2 separate regions of the Zea mays genome follow, and region 2 is linked to region 1. Evidence: chromatin contacts called from public Hi-C data. All regions are on one chromosome and are shown on one strand. The core of a region is the stretch at or near the end of the contact, and the rest is flanking DNA. Distances in the headings are between cores, read along the strand shown. Region 1 holds the start of LOC100194242. Region 2 holds the start of LOC103651104 (protein MICRORCHIDIA 6).

The links. A called contact is a pair of places that touch in the nucleus more often than the background predicts.
Region 2: a Hi-C map of tassel shows a contact between it and region 1, with 2.7 times the contacts expected there. The contact joins the promoter of LOC103651104 here to the promoter of LOC100194242 in region 1. A contact is called at or near these places in 2 of 25 Hi-C or Micro-C datasets (leaf and tassel).

What each region holds. Positions count from the first base shown.
Region 1 is chr3:192,979,779-192,983,689 of Zm-B73-REFERENCE-NAM-5.0, reverse strand. It overlaps LOC100194242, which reads left to right and starts at 1,433. Exons shown (of 2, transcript NM_001139283.1): 1 at 1,433-1,744.
Region 2 is chr3:193,289,865-193,293,623 of Zm-B73-REFERENCE-NAM-5.0, reverse strand. LOC103651104 (protein MICRORCHIDIA 6) reads right to left here and starts at 1,602. Exons shown (of 18, transcript XM_008676707.4): 1 at 1,002-1,602. It overlaps LOC100279082, which reads left to right and starts at 1,842. Exons shown (of 1, transcript NM_001152132.2): 1 at 1,842-2,959. The coding sequence starts at 1,921. The coding sequence ends at 2,727.

The sequences.
Region 1 (3,911 bases), core at 184-2,683:
CATCCTTTCTATATCCTCTGTGATACTTTTAATCCGATTATCAAAAGAAATTTTAATAGATGGAATATCATCGACTGACTTGACATCACCTATTGTGGGGAGCTGTTGCAGCACGGATGACATGTAATCGGCGTCTATTTCCCTTTCTTGGACGGTCTTCTGGTGGCAATCCACCCTGAAGTGCGAGAGGAACCATTTATCCGCCACCTTGAGCACCTGATCTTTTTGTCGTTGGACCTCCTCATCTATTTTCTTCATGTCATCTTTTAATCTTTTATGCTCAGCGGCCGATAAATTAGTCAGCCTTGTGCTGCTGTTTGGAGAAGCCCTGTTGAGATCTTTAGAATCGGCCATATAAGCCTGATTTTGTAGATCTTCAACCTCGTTCCCCAGCGGAGTCGCCAAAAGTATGTTGGTGCCTTTTTGGTCACCAAACACAATAATGAACCGCTTGGCGGTACTTGGCACCTTGGGTTCGGCTCCGCAAGATGAACAGTAGTGGCGGCCTGCGATAGGTCGCCGGATCGCCTGGTAGTGCCTTCTGCGACGGCGCGGACGGTCCGCGGCCTTGGGCCGGACGGTCCGTGACCTGGGCGCAGGAGCGGTGTCTTCCCTGCGTCACACCGGACGGTCCGCAGCTCTGGGCAGGATGGTCCGCGACCTGGTGACAGGGTCGTCTTCCTCCTCCTTGCTGGAATCTAGATCTCGTCCCCTAGGGGGAAAAGATCTTAAAGTGCTCCGGGTCGACAGGTCACCCGGGGCGTCCCCAGACGACGTGGAGTCGCCTAGGAATTAAGAGATCAAATCGAGGAAGAGGTCTTGGATGGAAAACTAGACCTTGCCCCCCAGGAGGGGTGAGATCCTAGGGTCGTCTTGGGATCGGCAGGCCACCCAAGACAGATCTAGACGACGTAGAGTCGACTAGGGGTGGAGGTGGATATGCGGAAGTCTACAACTAGAACTATGCTACATCTACTCCTAGGGCAGGAAAAGTAAGTAAGGTAATTGGTTCGATTGGAATGTGTTCGGGGGTTCTCAATCGGCCGTACCCCTTTATATTTATAGGGGAGGAGGTCTGAACCTTTTCCTAAAAGATAGCCAACAAACTCACACGTGATTAGATGGATAACCACACACGAGATAAGGATAAACATCCGAGTTAATCTAATCTCGGGACACGCGGACCGTCCGGGCCCATGGGCCGGACCGTCCGCTCATTTTGGTGTTCAACAAGTGTGATTGAGTGAGTTTAAATATATAGTAAGTCAAAATCCCTACTAACGTTTTCAATTCCTTCAGTCCGTGTGATGCAGAAATAATCAAAGAAGGTCTAATAAACCTTTAATTCATATAAATTTTAATAAAACCGAGCAAGGCCTAATTTAAGGTTAAAATGAAGAGACCCAGCCCGGCCGTGCGGTGCGGGAGGTGCCACGCCCGCCTCGAACTCTCGAAGCTTCGAGCACGCCACAACCCAACGGCGCGCGGGCGGCGGGCCCGTGAGCGTGCAGTGCTGAGTACACACGCCGAGCGGCGCCACTCCGGGTTAGCAGCAACAATACTGTGGGATTATATGAGATGAGAAGGAGACTACTAGACTAGCAGCCGTATCACTCACTACTCGCTGCCCGCGCCCGATCGGGCGCACTGCCCTGTGGTGTACTGGTGTGTCACGCCCCTCGTCACTCACCCCGTCACCCGCAACCCCATCTTCTATTCTTCCCGACGGCGCTCCTGGCAGCAGGTACTCAATGACCTACCCCCCGATGCGCTCCCGCCCCTTTTCTTTATCGGTGGATTGATGCGTGCCCTGGGTCGATCGATCGCCCTTCACTGTCCAAATGCTAGCGATTGGATTGGGTCGTTGTGGAATTGGGTTATGGGTGGACGTGCGGTCTGTAGATCCATTCATGGCCGTTCCCGTATCATTGTAGTAGTTGCTTTCTCCGCTCTTCTGGAGTAGAGGGAAACCCTCAAGAAATGTGTGTAAGCTTTGATTTGCACTGAGTTCTGGGATCTTATTAGGCCGTCTCGCCCTTTCTATTGCGGTAGGAGAAATGTTTGTTTCTGAGATTGAGCACACGCCGCCCAACCCGCAAGGACGTGTTGCCCGTCTGCTTTCCTCTTTCCCTTTTTTTTGTTTTTTTATATACGATTGTTAGAGGAACACCGAAAGCCGCGGTTTGCCAGATGCTGAATTTAATCTAGTGCTACAAAAAAACCTATTTCTATTTAGCTTCCAGTAAATTCCAGTTGATTCGCATAGGATCAGTAGTCAATAGGGGTGGTAATGGATCACGATCCAAACGTTTCTTCACAATAAGTTAGGGCCCTTAATCAATTTTAGTTAAAAAATGAGTAGGAATAAAGCCCGATCCTAACCCGATTCGATCCTTCAATTTTATAGTGTAAAATCTAGAGCCCTTACCATCCCTAGTAGTCGATTAACTGGTACATCCACTTTCTGTTTTGTGCCAACATAGGAGTAGGAGCCTCATAACTATCGCTAGAATTTTAGTCAAATTGCAAGTAAGCACATATAGGGCGATATCTGGATTCCCTGAAAAGCCAGTATCAATAAAAAAGATCCATTGAATGAACTGAAATATTTTTAGTAGGAATTTCAAGAACTAACGGTCAATCTTTTCGAGATAATCAAAGTCTGATTGAAGTTTGGGCAAAAAATGTATTCACTTTAAATCGACCGTTTACAAAAGGAATCTTTGGATCCCCTGAGTATTTTAGTTTACTTCTATGTATCGGGAGCTCAGCCATGTCAACAAGCTCGATGATCGGAGTATGCTAAGAGTCTTCATCGGCTACGTGGACGGCGTCAAGGCCTACTGCATCTTCGACCTTGTGACATAGCGCGTGCACATCACGTGCAACATTGCGTTCGACAAAGGGTGAGGCTGGGTATGGGTCATGATGGTGGACAACAACTTGACTTCGATGATCAGTGACTTCGTTGTTGACTACATCCACTTCGAGGGAGTAACTCTTCTTCACCGGGCTCACCTACCCTAGCACCTGGTTTGTCCACCAACACCGTCAGCCACGCCTCATTGTCCTGCACCGACGCCCACACCTTCGGGGTCGACGTCAACAACTTTGGTCCGCGATGAACATCACACGTTGTTTGCCACTCCACTATCCAATGATGAGGGTTGCATCGACGCCTACCACGACGATGAGCCTCTGCACTACCGCACTATGGACAACATCTCAGTGAGTAGTATACCCCTAGAGTGGTGCACTACAACTTAGAGGCGGAGCTACACCTGGCGCATGATGACATCGAGTCCCGCTCCTTCAGTGAGGCATAGGGGGACACGCCGCAATGCAGTAACCAAATGTGGGAGTTGGTTGACCTTGCTGGCCATCACATCATCACCCTTAAGTGGGTCTTCATGCTCAAGTAGAATGAGTCCGGGGCGGTGATTAAGCACAAGGCGTGTCTGGTGGTGCACGGGTTCATTCAACAGGAGGGAGTTGATTTTGATGATGCCTTTGCACCTGTCGCGTGGCGACAATCCATCCGTGTCCTCGCGTTGGCAGCTTAGGAGGGTTGTGCCACCACATGGATGTCAAATCAGCCTTCCTCAGCGTCGACTTGAAGGAGGTCTACACCTACTAGTAGTCAGGATTCTCATCCTCGACAAGGAGAACAAGGTTGTCGACCTAAGCAAGGCCCTCTATGGCCTGCAGCAGGCACCACGAGCTTGGAACACCAAACTAGATTCCACTCTCAAGCAGATGGGGTTCCAACAACATGCTCATGAGGCTGTTGTCTACCGACAGGGCTAGGGAGTCTATGCCTTACTCATAGGCGTCTATGTTGACGACTTGGGTGATCATCGACACCAAGGAAGAAGAGTTGGAGGCGTTCAAGGCTAAAATGCAGGCTGAAG
Region 2 (3,759 bases), core at 353-2,852, 310 kb before region 1:
TTCAGCAATACCTTACACCTAGAGGTTGATGAAATTCCTCGCAAATACACATCCAATTAACAGATGGTCTATGGACCCATGTTCTTGATCAAAGCGAACATCGTTCCAGGTGTTCAAGCCATTGTTTTTGTAACTGGTCAGATAACCACATAAAAAACTTACAGTTCGATGGAGCCATGAGTGCCAAAGTCTCACACAAAGTTCAAACTGGACTAATCTAATGAAAATGCTTTCATAAGTAGCTTTAGCTTAGTGTTTGCCATCAGTTGCAAATCTGAGAATGTGTTTGTCCTCCCCTTCTTGGTGCAGCTCGATCGTGCATCGTGCATAAGACATATTATGCACGATCGAGTTGTAGCTCGACAGTACCTCATGATGACAATACCTCACGATAGGATGAAAAAATGGCAGTGTGCTGCTAGGGGTGGTAATGGATCGCGATCCAAATGGTTATTCACAAAATGGTAGGGCCCTAAATAAATTCTAGTTCAAAATGAATGGAAATAGGGTCCGATCCTTGAATTTTATAGTATAAAATTTAGAGCTCATTGTCACCCTTATGTGCTGCAGTTCGAGGAGAGAAACAAGCCAAAAGTCCGACAATTATTATTATTTACTTTAGATTTAGATGCCATCTTTCATGAATAATTAGATCATAATTTATCAATTAGCTCAGATGACGAATGGACTAGACTATCTTCAATCATATCCTCTATATGCCTTCTTTATAGTCTTATTAAAAAGATTATCTCCTTTATATCTCATTCTTCTTCTTCTTTATACTTACCAAAAACCGTATATAGAAATCGTAGCAATACACGAGCAATAAGAGGACAAAGAAAAACAAATATGAAGAAGGCACAGGTAAACCATATCTTTCAAGAACAAGAGAAAATAACAGCAAACACGCTCTAAAAGACAAAGGAAACTGAAAGGGGAGTCAGGACGCTGCATCGAGCCTGTTCTTCATACACTCTAAAAGAAAAAGGAAAAAATATTACCTCTAGAATGCAGTTCAATCTTTTTTTCCCTAGTTGCCTTTCAACTGCAGTGCTGTAGATAAATCGTATAAAAGAAAAGGCTCCAAGACTTTGAATGGTCTTGGTATGAACAGATCGTTTTTCTTCTTGCCTTCCAACTGCAGATCCTACTTTTGATATGGATCACATCAACCAACCCCAAGGCTTTTAAGGGATTTTTATATGACCAATCCTCCGATATGTCAATCGCTTGTGGCAGATGACAAAACAAAACCCTAGCACCGCAAACATGTGCTCCTCTGACGGTGGGCACCATAGAATCCAAGTTGCATATTTATAGGATAGGAAACCGCCCTAGATATTTTCGTGGTAGGAACTAACTCCAGATCTGTTCAAGAATCTGAGGGGATAAGCAGAATCCAAACCTCTGCTTGGAGATGAATCTATAAATAAATAAAATCCGGAAGAAAAGGACCAAACGGGCCTCTCTGCTGCAGCAGTGTGGCCTTATCGGCTGGGCGGCCCACATGCGGCCCTACCGTCCCGACCCAATGCTAACGCTGGGCCCAGCCACCGGCGGCCGGTCACCGCCACGGTTCAGCGCTCCCGCCTGTCCTGGTTGCCGACTCCCGGCGCGCTCCGTTCGAAGGCATCTCTTCGCGCGCCACGCGCCTAGCGCATGCCGAGCCACCGTGATCGTGCCCGACCACGTGTGCTCCACCCGCGCTCACACCCCGCCCTGCGCCCCGTCCAATCTTCTCCCACAGCAACTCGTTCCTTCCCCGCATCCCTTGCCGTACTTCGACGTCCGCACGGTCTCGGCCGCTCGCTGATAAATAAACGCAGTGACCAGTGACGCGCACGGATCAATCACGTAAAGGCGAGACCGCAAGGACACCGAGCTACTTCGAATACGAATACGAGCTCAGCCTGTTCCGAGATGGACGACGAGAGCGAGGCGAGAGCAATGCCGCGGCGGCCCACGCCGCCGTCGCCACCCCCGTGGGAGGCGCTCCACCTCGTCGCGCCGTTCCTCGACGCCGCATCCCTCGCGGCGGCGTCCTGCGTGTCCACCTCGTGGCACACCGCCTTCGCCGCGGACGACCTCTGGGCGCGGCTCTGCGCGCAGCACTTCCCCTCCGCGCTGGGCCTCCTCCCCGACACCGACAGCGACCGGCGGTGCTCCTCCCCACCCCACCGACGCCTGTTCAAGCTGTTCCGCTCCGCGTCCGTCCGCTGCCGCGCGCTCCCGGCCCCGCGCCTCGCCCTCGCGGACGTCTCGTTCGCCGTCGACGTCGTCACGGCCGGCGGCGACAGCACGCTGTCCTTCCTGGTAGCCGCGGACAAGGCCGCCCACGTCGAGAATTCCGCGGGGCTGTTCCTGTTCGGGGTCGACCTGAGCGGTCGGAACGGGGCGATCGGGCCAGGGGAGTGGCGCGTCAGGTGGACGGCGGTGCGGACGGCGGCGCGCCGCGGCGAGGAACCCGCGGCGGTCCTGATGATGGACGCCAAGGTGCCGGCGGCAAGGGCGGCAGGAGCCGTCGCCTTCGGCGGCAGAGGTGAGGCGGGGGTCTCGGCGAGGCTGCCCGCGCCCGGCTGCGGCGGCGCCAAGCTGGACGCGGAGGTGGTGGTAGAGCTGGCTGGGGAGGAGAAGGCCGTCGGGAAGGTGAGGCTCGGAGTGATGTGCGAGTGTCGGTACGTGTGCGCCGACGAGGGGCTCCGGTACCTGCAGCATTTCCTCGTGTGATGTAAAACGCACGTGATTCTTCGATGATCTCGTGCACGCGGTCGAATGAGAACTCCGCTTGAGGGAAGCAGAGTAGTGTAGCTGTGGAGGTAGTGCAATGAACTGAACCCCGAAGTCTCATTTGTTGTTTTCGCCGTTTAATAATGGTTTCATCTTGTAGTTGTTCATATACTTTTTCGGACATCTTTGTGTGTGTGTGATGATTCTCAGATTAAAGCATCTTCAAGAGTTCTCAAAACATTATCCTATTCCTTTCCAATTCTTGGTTTTGTATTCCAGTTCTTGTTTTTTTACAATATCCAAAAAAACATCTCTATCCTGATTCCTGACAGCCCAGTCAATTCTTGTTTGTTTACAATATCCAAAAAAACATCTCTATCTTGATAAGTTCGAACATACTCCGTTGATCATCTTGGTGAGCCTTGTCTTTAATCCATATTGTTTTTACTACTTCTACATTATTTTTGTTTCTATAAAGGCTTTAATTCGAAATCTGTATCGACTTTTACTACTACTACACTATTTTTGTCTCTACGAATTAGAGTTAGAGTTAGGCTTTAATCAAAGTGTGTCAATCTCAAGTGTGTGTCTCCAGTCTCGGCAGAGTTGAAACGTGTTACACTGTCATGATATATCACATCATGATCCTACCGATTCAGCTTACCTACGTTAGGTCAGATGGAGTTTATCGATGTGTATTTAGAGTTTTAGACGTTCCACTACTGTCCGTAGATAATGGTTCGGTTAAATACGTTGTTTCATATGCTGTCCGTAGGTAACGTTCGGTTACCTGCATTCGGTCAGATGGGATATATTGATCGTGCATTCAGACGTTCGGTCTGATGGAGTCTACTGATTGTGTTTTAGTCGTGTTACACTTACACCACGACGACCCTGCCGCTGCCGACGCAGACTACTCGGTTCTGTTCTGCAGCCACAGATGCAGACTACTCGCGCTCGGCAGCCGCATGGAGTCTGTCTGTACGTGACGACGCTCGGCGGCCGGATACTACGTGTTCAGGGCACACGAGG